2 separate regions of the Triticum aestivum genome follow, and region 1 is linked to region 2. A link is a contact called in public Hi-C data. All regions are on one chromosome and are shown on one strand. Each heading gives the region's core, a stretch centred on a gene start, on an enhancer-like site or on the middle of the called end of the contact. The rest is flanking DNA. Distances are from core to core; before and after follow the strand shown. Region 1 holds the start of LOC123054011 (beta-glucosidase 16). Region 2 has its middle 17 kb from the start of LOC123054010.

Region 1 (6,322 bases), core at 3,383-5,882, 39 kb after region 2:
GTTGGGTAATACCTTGCTCTTAACACCCGTGCACACAAAGAACCATAGTTATCGATAACTCTCCTTGGCCAACATTGCCAAGTTGAAACTATGTATATCACGGAATCCCATGCCTCCTCTCTCTTTCGGAATAAACATCTTCCACCAAGCAAACCAATGCATCCTACGCTCAATATTGTGACATTGTATCAGCGATCCCCTTGCCGATTTTCTTTAGGAATTTAAATACACTCATTGCGTATGTTGGGATGGCTTGGGCCACTGCTTTTAAAAAGGATTCCTTACCTCCATATGAGAGAGTTCTCTCTTTCCAATAGTTAACCATTGCTTGGATCTTCTCTATGATATGTTTGAAACAATCAACCCGGTCCACCCCATCTTACTCTAACAAACAAGCAAGAACGGAGCGGACTACTGGGCAGTGGTTTAGCGATCTCCGCCATATAGAATGACTGAACGAGCCCTTTGTAGTCATATGCACGTTATTACAGCATCCACAGCTCGACTCCGCAAGCGCTCCCTGTATGTTCAAGCAGATGCCATGGTCAATGACCAATCACAAAATCTTGACCCAGCCGCACCCGTCATACCGGTTCTATTCGTCCTGGCTAACCGGCACCCCTCATATCCATCCTATATTTGGAGAAGATATGGGAGGGCCGGATGCGCCCGCCACATCAGATCCGGCCGATGCCGGTCCACCCAACCCCACATATATTCGTCCTCCTCTGCATCTGAGACGAAACCCTAGCCACTCCACCCCCAAACTCCATTATTCCAGTGATCTTCGGCCTTCTTTGCCATGATGGGCGACGGATCCGACTCCGAGCTCTCCCGATTGTCGACTGGGACATCATCCCATGCGGGGACGAGGATGAGATGGCCATCTACATGGCTCTCTGACGCTCCAGGGAGGAAAGCGCCCGATCACGCTCGGAGTCGATTCGGTGGGAATCCATTGTGTCGGTGCAAATGGCGTTCAGATCTGCGGGGGCTGGTGGACCGAGGCACGTGCCCACTGCCTCGTTGGGCGTGGTGAAGTCCATCTGGCGCCCCAACTTCAGTGTGGTGGCGCATGCCCTTCGGTGGCGCCTCGCCCCCACGGCATCAGGCTCCAAGTCACAGGTCAACGCCGGCACGCACGACGGGTCATCTAGTGTTATGGAGCATTATGTCCGTCGTGTGAGTTAGAGGGCACAGGAGGCTGCGACAGCCCTCTTAGCCAAAGCGGCCGAGAGGCGGAGTCACACGCCTCGCATCCTCGAGAAGTGGCAAAGGAGGAGGAGGCGTGCCTTCGCGCGGGAGCAAAACCGAATGTTTCGTGCCATGGACGGACTGGCCACCAAAAGAGGAGAAGGAGGATAGTGCCAGGTCGGATAGCTACGGCGATGAGTAGATCCGGCTCGTTCCGTTTTGCATCTTCGACCGCTACTTTCGCGACATATACAACAAGGGCAAGGGCAGCCATGGATGATCTTTCTCCATAGCTTAGTATGTGGAGCATGCCTATTTTTTTTTAATCCGATAGCATGTATTGATGTAGTAGAGCATGCTAATTTTTGATAGTCTGATGGCATGCATGATGAAGTAGCCGGGCAATATGTGCGGAATCGAGATGTATTTACGTAGAGGTAGTTTATGTTGCATGTGATTTTCTGGATATGGGGATTTACTATAAGGTATACCTGACTATGGAAGTGGACATTTGCAGGGTGAGCGGACTCGCCCGGGCGCGTCCACAGACGTTTAGGGGCAGATTTTTTTAAGTCCAGTTGTAGATGCTCTTAGTGTGCAATTGACCTGGTCTCCATCTATGCTAAATAGTGTGCATTTCTTTTGTACTAAGTCAAACGTAATGAAGTTTAACCAACTATATAGTACTGCCTCTGTAAATAAATGTAAGACATTTTAGATGTAGTGACATAAAACGCCGTACATTTCTTTACAGAGGTAGGACAAAATAATAATCAACATTTAAAGTATCAAACCAACAACATGACACCGTTGTGTGTAGCCTGTATCAATTGTTGGACGTTAATAGCATGGTTAATAGTATAGCTAAATGCGGGCTATATGATGTTGTCATGTCATATATAGGGGGTGTTTGGTTCAGAAGTCCTAGGACTTTTCTAGTCCCAGGGACTAATCAAAAAAGACTCTTTAGTAGAGTCTTTTTCTAGTCCCTGTAGAAAAAGTCCCTCCCGTTTGGTTCCTAGGGACTTTTTAGGGACTTTTTCTAGTCTCTGGGACTAAAAAATCCCTGAACCAAACACCCCCATAGTCATCACTTATAGTCACTTATACAACAAGTTTAGCTATAAATTTGGCTATAAGACTTTTTTCACCTTCTTTCTATCTTTTTTTTCATATTTATTGCATTTGCCTAGGAGTACGCATATAGCTAGGCTCTTGCATGAAAGCTCACTCCCATCATTTTTTATGTCTCTCTCCTCCATATAGGCAAAAGTGCCATATAAGCGGGCTGTAAGCCCATTATTATACTTGCTCTAAGCGTGCACGTCTAAAGGTCAATGCCTGGGGCCTTGTGTGTTGTTTGGAGTCAAGTCTGTGTGTACACGCATGCATGTGTAAGTCAAAAGGCCAACGTGCATCAGATTGGTTGTACCACGACGCAATGTTCAGTAGCCAAGGCCCCCCATGAACCCAAATTTGTGCACATGTACGCTTATTTTGTTATTATGTTGTTAACCTCTCAGATTTTAGGAAAAGAAATACATGCATTAGTGTAACTTCAGAAGATCGAGTCATTTGGCCCCTCTAATCTTTGATTCATGGCTTCGCCACTGGCGATGTTGCGAGGTGAAGCGTGTCGAAACAACCAACATTGAAGAAGCAGATAGTTTGTTTGGACTTCTGATGCATTTAACTGAAAATAAACATCAGACATTTGGATGTATTTTTAGTTATGTAAGGAGGTTTTTATAAGGATATACTATGATATACTTGGTTTACAACTTTTGACCTTTTCGCAACAAGAAAAAAAAGTCTACACACTAGACATAGCGAGAAACATGGACATTTGAGAAAATATGCTGTGTTGTTGAGGGAAGGTAGCACAAAATAATTATCAGTATTTAAATATCAAACCAATAACATTACACCGTTGTGTGTGGCCTGTATCAATTGTTGGACGTTAATCGTGCACGTCTAAAGGTCAATGCCTAGGGCCTTGAGTGTTGTTTGGAGTCAAGTCTGTGTGTTCACACATGCATGTGTAGAAGTCAAGAGGCCAACGTGCAGTAGATTGGTTGTACCACGACGCAATGTTGAGTGGCCAAGGCAGCCCCATGATCCCAAATTTGTGCACATGTATGCTTATTTTATTATTATGTTGTTAACCTCTCGGATTTTATGAAAAAACACATGCATTAGTGTAACTTCAAAGTTTGAGTCATTTGGCCCCTCTAATATTTGATTCTTGGCTTCGCCATTGGCGATGTTGCGTGGTGAAGCATAACAACAAACTTTAACTTGAAAAAAACACACCAAAGAAGCAGAGAGTTTGTTTGGATTTCTGATGCATTTAACTCAAAATAAACCTCGGAGGTTTGGATGTATTTTTTAATTATGAAAGGAGATTTTTTTAAGGATATACTATGATATTCCCTCTGTAAAAAAATGTAAGAGCGTTTAGATCACTAAAGTACTTAGTTTACAACTTTTGACCTTTTCGTGCCAACAAAGAAACGTCTACACACTAGTGCATATATTTACCCCAAGTCAAGAACTTGTAGTCTCTTATGATACTATTTGCTAGATGTAATCAATGGTCCTTGCGGTACTCCAGGTCTATCTCCAGTTTTTGCTGCACCCACGAAACACTGATCGGCTTGGTGTTCCCTGGCCATGCACATGGCCACACATGGTAATATTTGGTCTGACATGGTCGAACAAGTGTTGCCCGTCCTGAGATTCTCTGTTCTCGCCTCTGCTGTTGTACACCTACGGAACTTGTTCCCAGAGAAAGCAGAACTAGCGACAACTTATCGAGGTGGCAAACCAATCACTGGCGATAAGATAATGAACCGATTCCGGTGGTTGGTGGCTCGCCGCGCGCGGCCACGTCTTCCCTGCCGCAAACTCACTCTGGCGAGACGCCACGCCGCCCACCCCACGTGAGCGCCACATGTCGCCGCCGGGCCGCGCACAAATTCTCCGGCTACATCCGGGGCCGCACCAACCCGACCAGATCGGATCAGCGCGTGCCGTGCTTACCTACTCTGTGAGGCCACGACCCTGTCATCTGCCGAAGTTGCTTTCGACGGCTTGTTTCTTCCCCCGGACGACGCACCGGAGGACGCACGAGCAAGAGCAAGCTGAGATGGATCCATCGAGGACCCGGCGCTTTGGTACAGCTGATTCGACGGGCATCGACTAGTCCGCCAAGCGCCAGCGCCATTTGTGGTACGTCATGGCTAGCTTTCATCCATTATCGCCCTTCAGTCACACGTCGCTCTCACGCGCACCATGTGGATCTCAGTTACCCTAACCAACAACCAAAGCTTGGCCGGCGCGGTAAATATCGGCGGTGCCGTACGTACTGCATGTATCGGCAGCGGCCCGAGGCAGATGGGCGCAACTCCGTAGGCAGGACTAGATATAATACTGATCGGTGGTGACAGGTGACAGGGACATGGCGTAGCTTCGCTGTTGCCTTTAAATTAGCTTCGGTCGAAGGGGGGCTAGACAAGAACCAGACTCCAGGGCGTCGCCTTTCTTGCTAAGCTTAGCTACCTTGAGGAAATGGCCGCGGCGACGGCAATGGCCATGCTGGCGGCGCTGGCGATCCTCGCGCCGACGGCGAGGGGGCTCGACCGCGCCGAGTTCCCGCCTGGCTTCCTCTTTGGCGCCGCCACGTCTTCTTACCAGGTTAGCGAGTGGTGGAGCTTGGCCGGCTTCACCCTCGTCGTACTTCTTCTCTCTACCATTCGTTCCCAAGGCCCAGTTGAAAGAGAGCAGCTAATTTAATTACCACAACGCATGAACTATGATCTGTGGTTCCAGATCGAGGGCGCGTACCTGGAGGACGGCAAGGGCCTCAGCAACTGGGATGTCTTCACCCACACGCAGTGTAAGCGACCATTCCCAAAACCCAATGGTTTTCTTCTTGGTTGTCTTTCTGTGATCCATGTTGCCTTTGTCTGATGATCCATGATGCTTAGCTTATGATAAGGTTGAAATGGAAGAGTTGTTAGCTTCCTGCTCCGCTGAGAGATAGAGATAGTGATAGTTCATGAGGCCGTACATAGCAATTCGGCGGTTAATTTACCATGTATGTTAGTACTAATCATGAGGCCGTAAATTATCAGCAAGACAGAGACATAAGCCAGCCATGTCCTAGTACTGCTAGACTCCAAAAATGTTAGCCTTGAAAGATTCAGGTTTGAGTAGTGAGATCCCTAGGCCGGACATCGGAAAGATACGGAGGCCAGCACCCATTTCACTGTCACCGATGCAGGTGTGGCAAACACATCACCTTTCCCTCGAGTTTATATAACTTGGAAAGAAACGGCGTCGCCCTGGAGTATTTCCTTTATCTTCCAAGTGGGATTTGAATATTTTACTTATTCAGTAGGCGTGGATTCTTATGAGACAGCGATGCCACAACTGCAGCAACACTCTGCCTTTAATAATGCGAGTTTTTTTTTTCAAAAAGGAGGATTCTGCATGCACACAACCATAATAATACGAGTGGCCAGAGAATTTTTGCGCTTTATCCGTGTTGTATATGGCAATTGCTGTCGTGAGGATCAACTAACACCACAAAAATTTTCCGATCTTCATATATTCTGAAAGAAGATCAGCTAACGCATGTGATCTTCATATATTCCAAATAGCTTCTTTGCTCTCAAAATGTTTTGGTTTGCTACAGCTAGGGAAATCAACGATGGACGGAACGGGGACGTGGCGGATGACCACTACCACCGTTACATGGTACAGTGTTGATTAGCCCAACATACAATCACTACTAGTACTTGTCATGTGATTATGCATCTCTTAGTTTACTGTGCTTGCCCATGTAACCCTGGACATCACCTTGTTGTTGAGCAGGAAGACGTGGAGATCATGCATGATCTGGGTGTCAACTCCTACAGGTTCTCGATCTCATGGGCGAGAGTCCTACCAAGTATGCATGCCAACACGAATCAATACACAAAATTAGCATTAACAAATTTTTGCTTATAGCTAATTAACTGTCGTTGAATCATGGTCCACGTAGGAGGCCGGCTTGGAGGCGTTAATTCGGCTGCAATCGCTTTCTACGACCACCTGATCGCCGCGCTCCTTCAGAAAGGTACGT
Region 2 (6,115 bases), core at 3,116-5,615:
CGGGCCCATTCTTGTTCGGAAAAAGGCCGCTCATCCGCCTGTCTATCGAGGCTCGCAATCTCGGCGACAATACCTTCCCTTAGCGATCTATCTTGACTGCCTAAATTGGCCCCCCAGCCTTTTAAGCTAGCCCGCAGGCGGCCACCAACCGCTATCCAGAAATCCATTGGGCTGCGCTGGTGGCCCACCTGACTAACACAATCGATCTACCTTACCCTAAAGATGGAGTCAAATTCGGGTTTTTCGAACCACGCCGTTTCAAAGAAGAAACGGGGGCTGCGCCTGACCCTGTCCTCCCCTGAGGCTAGGATAAGAGGCACGTGATTGGAACCGATCCTGGTTTCTGCGATCAGCGAGCTCAAGGGGAACAGGAACTCCCAGTCAGGTGATATAAACACCTATCGAGCACCGATCGCACCGGGTCTAGCTGTTTGTTCGTCCACGTGTAACGAGCCCCGGACCTGGCCAACTCCCTGATAGCCATGGATGCAATGGCGTTGTTAAACATGGACACCCTAGCCCAGTTTATGTTACCATTGTTTTTGTCCGCACCCGAGCGAATAAGGTTGAAATCCCCCCAACCACGAAAGGGATCAGCGCAGAACTAACCGCGAGCACCTTCGCTTGTAGTTCACCTAAAAACTCTACCGATTGAGCGTGATCCGCTGGGCCATAGACCTGAATCACCACCAGCTCCCTCTGAGTCTGACGGTGGCGAATGTGCCCAGCTAGGAAGAAAACGCCCGCGTCCCAGGCTAACACCTCAAATACACCTTGATCAAAACCTAGCAGCATACCCCCTAAGTGCCCAGACGCAGCTAAATGATGCCAAGAGAAACGTTCCAATGGATCTATTGCTAGTAGCTCGTGGTGGCGAAAATCAAGCTTGATCATCTCCTGCAGAGCTGCGATGTCTACAGCCTCCCTACGCATGTACTCCTTCAACTGGGTCCGGCGCCCTGCGTGTCCGAACCCACGGATATTCCAAAAGATTGCACGCATTTAAATGATCCTGTTACGCAGGCGGATGCCCCGCGAGGACACCGCTTTGGCCACTCGCCTCACCTTGGGCCTGCCAAGTGAGGGAGGGGAGGCAACCCCTGTTGCCTGAGCCCCCTCGTCGGGCCGGATCGCAAGTGGAAGAGAGGCCCCTGCCTCTTGCACCTGCGGATCCGCACGAGCCGCAACAGCAGCCGTGATCGCCGCTTGCGCCTGCTCTGCCGCTCGCAGCAGAGGAATCAGTTCACGCGTGCCCCCTGAACACGACGCGCCCACCCCACTCTCCTCCAGCACCTCCGCAAGATGATCGTCGGTGAAAGTATGTAAAATCGAGAAACGCGGGGGAGAATTACCTGAGATGTCGAGATACTTCTGGGCTTGGATGAGCTGGGCCCTTTGCATCGCCGACAAACTTGCCTTGGCACCCCTGGATCGCGAGCTAGAGCGGACCGGCGCCGCAGCCACCGCCTTGGAACGCTTGGCCTTCACGATTGGCGCCGCCATGGACGCCTCCTGAAACAGGGCATCACCGAGCGGTTGAGCCAGAGGAGAGGCAAGCCCGATGGCCTGAACTGAAGCAGGCCCATGAAGAAAGTTCAGACCAGTGGCTATGAGCAAAGCACTTCTTTTCTTGTTCGCCTCAAAAAATAAAACTTATTTTTTCTTGTTCTTTCTATTTTCTCTTTGTCTAGCAAAGTACCCATGCCTTGCAACAGATCAAATAGATTAATACATATTCACAAACTTGAAAATGTACCATTTATAGTATTTATCTTTAAAATATGATAGCTTTGACCCAAATTTTATATTCTTCTTATTTGTTTGGATGAGGGGAGGGATGAACTTACTCTCAGCCGCGCTCGGGCACCATGTTCCCTTTGAACATCTACACCTGCACCCAAAACTCGCATCACTTGTTGGCAGAGAGGCTGACGATGCGAGGAGGGCCGCTGACCAGCCATTGCTTCATCACCGGCCTGAACGTACGCGGGATGATGAGCATGGAGATGCCCTCCTCGTCAGTGATCTGCACGTAGAACCTGATAGGTTCCCGTGCACCCTCTTCTTGCCCCATCCTCGGCCTCCTGCCAGCGCCCAGCGGCATCCTTATGAACTCCATCCCGCCAGGGAGCACCACCCTCTTCAGGCACCGTTTGGTGGGGATGAGGTCCTCCACCCCCTCTGCGCCAGCGACGACCTGCGCACCACCGCCGGCTCTATCCCACTCTGTCTTTATTATCTTGTCAGCAAGATGGCCATCAGTTAGCAATACATATGACACATGATCAAAGCTAACAAGTAGAACGTGATGTATGCTCGCCGAACACAACTTACCATGATCACTACTAAGTACTACTACCTCCGTCCGGGTTTTTAAGTCCCCCAGACCAATTCACAGGGACCAAGGATGGAATTGATTGCCTGGTTTCTTTCGCATCTGTGCATGCAGCTGTACTGCAGCAGAACCAAAGTGGGACGCGTGAATCCAACCACCGAGCTCCCTTCCTCGCATGCATGGACATGCATAGGCCCAAGTCTCTTCGCTGCATGCTGGAATTAATTGCGCGCAAAGAGACGTGCTGATGTGGGGCCGGTCATTTCCCTTTTCACAGCGAAAACGAGGCAGCGGCCTTCTAATCGCGTACACGCATGCGGTGCCTAGCGGACTAATATACCCGGACGGACGTAGTAACACATTAGCAGTGCTACTCTGATCAATGTTTATAGTTATCAGTGCTAACACAGATCAGATGAAGCCACCGCTCACGTGTCCTACTTGCATTTATTATTTTTGGCATTCAGGTATATCCTACTTGCATGCCACATGCACTCACATACCCTAGCAACAAGAGCAACATAACAAGAGCAGCAAGAAGAGTAGCATGAACAACATCAGTAAGAACTAACAACATTAGCATATACACTAGTAGTAGCATCAAGAACACACAATGTGGCACTACAAACTAACAATTTGGCAGTAGAAAGTAACAATGCGGCACTAAAACGATGCAAGCTACCACTACATATGAACAATCTAGGCATGTGGGATGAACAAAGTAAGCATGCACTCTTGTTCGTCCCCAAAACAGTGGATTATCATCGAATCCGGTCGAATCTAGTAGAATCCAGTCGAATCGGGTCAAATGAATGGGCCACAATCTAATCTAGCACACTATGAACTACCCTAAGAACCCTAACTAAGAAGCAGAGGGGGATTTGAGAGCTTACAGTGGGGGTTGCTGGTGTAGCGTACGCCGGCCGTGGTGAAAACCCTGGCGGGAAGAGGGGTGCTGCCACCGCCGATGAAGAGGACCCGGCCATTCCTAGGGCCGCGGCCGTGCACCTCGGCCTGCACTGGCTCGAAGATGACGCCGGCGTCCTTGAGCTCCCCTCCCCTTGCACTGGACACAGAGGAGAAAACCCTCTTACGGGGGTAAAAATACCCCCATAAGAGGGGCCTGCAAAGGACGGCGCTGGCGGGTATTGGATCCCCGCGATGTTCGAGCCGATGGAGAGGACCATCGGCTCCGATGGCGGAGCCAGAGCGACCGGCGCCGGCGCTGCATTGGCCCGGGGCGGCGGCATGGTGCAGAAAGGGGAGGGAGCTCGCAGTGCCGCCGCAGATCTACTCCGGCCGCGGAGAGGCCGGCAACCCACCTCTCTTGGATGGGATTGCTGCCGGCGATGACCTGAGTGGGTGGGGCGTGGCGAGACGGCGGCGTGGCCATCGGAGAAACCGAACGAGCGATGAGGTGAGAGAGAGGGAGTGGGTGTGAACTGGCGAGGGAGGTGACGGGAGAGGGCGTAGGGAGTTATGAGCAGTCGCGTCGTCTCCCGCGTGTCCCAAGGCGTGCAGGCGCTCGCCACGCGTGGCTCGAGCGAGCCTGGCTCACAAAAAACGGCCGATTCGGCCGTTTTCTCCAGAGCCAGGCTGAGACCTGCTTTGAAGTTCGTGCAGTCCAGGTTTTTGATGTCGTCCAGGCAACTGAATGGGGCAGATTCTTCCCGCACGAGTCTGACACAACCTAATGCGACCAACCAAACGCGTCCTTATATCTCACATTCTCACTCAAGGCGCAGCGCGAACAGGACCAGCTCGATCGACTTTGACTGAGGAACATTGCCGCCGTGCCGTACCGTGCGTGTGTGTACATGCAAAATGTTCCTACGATAGAACAGGAGCAACGCAATCGCTCCAAAGCAACACACGTCGGATCCATGTCAGTAACGTGAGGGAGGACCCTGCTGTGTTTACCGTGTCGCTAAAGTTGCACGACGTTCACAAAATCTCTCGATCCAGTCCCGTCCTCAGTTAGCGAGCACGCACCGACGCACGCGCGTACGGCGACTCGGCGATACGTTCCCGTAATCGACCGGTCCTCTCGTACTCTTGGATGCTGACGGCTCGCTCTGACTTGTCCAACTTTGGTTGGTGGCTGTCTCCGTCGTGTAGATATATCTCAAAGATTATTAAACGGGTCACGAGGAAATGTGCAAGTAATGTCAGAAACATATCGACCGTGACTGAATCCGCTTGCTGCAGAACTCTGTCTGCACAATTAAGTTTCAGGAATTCAATGGACTTATACACAAGAAAAAACAGTGATCTCATCCACTTGGAAATTCATGTACGTATAAGTTGGCCATTCTACTTTCAAGAAACTTAGAATACTACTCCTAAATGGAAAATATTTGAAAATGTCTTGGATAGCCTAGCTTCTTGTGGTACGATTTGCTTCATCTAATCAACGGTCATTCTGGTATGGGAACTGGAATGCCACCCTGCTCCACCGATACTTCCTGCATATTGATGTTCAAGAGATCATGAAGATCAGAGCGTCGCCACGACTTGGTGGAGATGTAATCGCTTGGGCGGCCGAGCGGACCGGAGTATTTTCAGTTCGGAGTGTGTACCACCTCGCCCTCAACGAACGACTTCTGCCTACTTCAGTCGCATCGAGCAGGGCATCGGACGGGCGACGTTTCGTTTGGGCACTAATATGGAACTGCCCTGTTCCACCTAAGATGCGTATATTTGCATGGAAGCTCGCATCAAATTCTCTGGCCACCTGGGCTAACAAGCACACACGGTTCTTAGAAACCTCCGACATATGTCCATTATGTGCAATGAAGCGAGAGGACATGTTCCACGTCTTCTGCAGATGCCCTCGGGCGGTTGCTATGTGGAATGCTATGGCGGAGCACTGGAGACTGCCGGACATATCAAGGGTCCGTCCGACTGGTGTTGAGTGACTGTTCGATCTGCTATATGATCTAGGAGATGATGTGCGCATGCGAGTACTGATGATCCTCTAGCGCACATGGCATGTGCGTAATGAAATAGTCCGTGAAAAATCACCACCTCATGTGGAAGCATCTTGTCGTTTCCTACAAAGCTATATGAAGTCACTGTTTAGTACTATCAAGTATCCCCCAGCTGGTGATGTGGTGAAAGGCAAGACGGCAGTCGATGCAATGGGCCGGCCGTTACTGATCTCAGATGGGATGGCTGGTCTCGTAGCTCCTGCTAGGTGGTCTACCCCTGCCCATGGCCATGTAAAGCTCAATGTAGACGGATCATATATTCAAGACACGGGCGAGGCTGGTGCCGGGATGGTCCTCCGTGACAGTACTGATGGTATTAGGGCATGTACTGTTGGAAATATGAGCAATTTATCAAATAATTTTATTAACAAAAATACTAGATAAAGCATAACTAGTATAGCCACTACTACAAAAACAGCTATAGCCAATATGGACACTAATGGCGCACTGTGCATGTGGTGCGCCATTACTATGTGTTGGTGCATCATTAGTGTGTAAATACTAATGGCGCACCACATGCACTGTGCGCCATTATTAATTTTTTTTATTTTTTCAAAACTAGTAATGGCGCACCAGGGGATGATGTTTCAAATTTTTTATGTTTCCATTAGTATTGGCGCTACTAATGACGCACTGTGGGTGTGGTGCGCCATTACTAGTTGAACTAGTAATGACGCACCACTCCCATGGTGCGCCATTAGTAATTTGGCCCAAACATTCCCCCGAATGCACCCCCGTGGACCGCCTTTTCAGTTTCAAAAGAAAATGATAGAAATGTCAAAAAAATAAA

Evidence for each region. Hi-C and Micro-C count contacts between places; a contact is called where the count stands out from the background.
Region 1: a contact with region 2 is called in a Hi-C map of leaf, with 3 times the contacts expected there. The contact joins the promoter of LOC123054011 here to the enhancer-like site in region 2. A contact is called at or near these places in 2 of 5 Hi-C or Micro-C datasets (leaf and root).

The regions. Positions count from the first base shown.
Region 1 is chr2D:487,173,400-487,179,721 of IWGSC CS RefSeq v2.1, forward strand. It overlaps LOC123054011 (beta-glucosidase 16), which reads left to right and starts at 4,633. Exons shown (of 12, transcript XM_044477653.1): 1 at 4,633-4,890; 2 at 5,026-5,092; 3 at 5,894-5,955; 4 at 6,073-6,148; 5 at 6,242-6,316. The coding sequence starts at 4,765.
Region 2 is chr2D:487,134,601-487,140,715 of IWGSC CS RefSeq v2.1, forward strand. No RefSeq gene overlaps it. Among protein-coding and RNA genes, the nearest start is that of LOC123054010, 17 kb to the left of the region's middle. Within about 2 kb of position 4,366, at least 1 of the 8 cell types and tissues checked has an H3K27ac peak or open chromatin away from gene starts, as enhancers often do. A contact at or near this core is called in leaf, where this site is marked.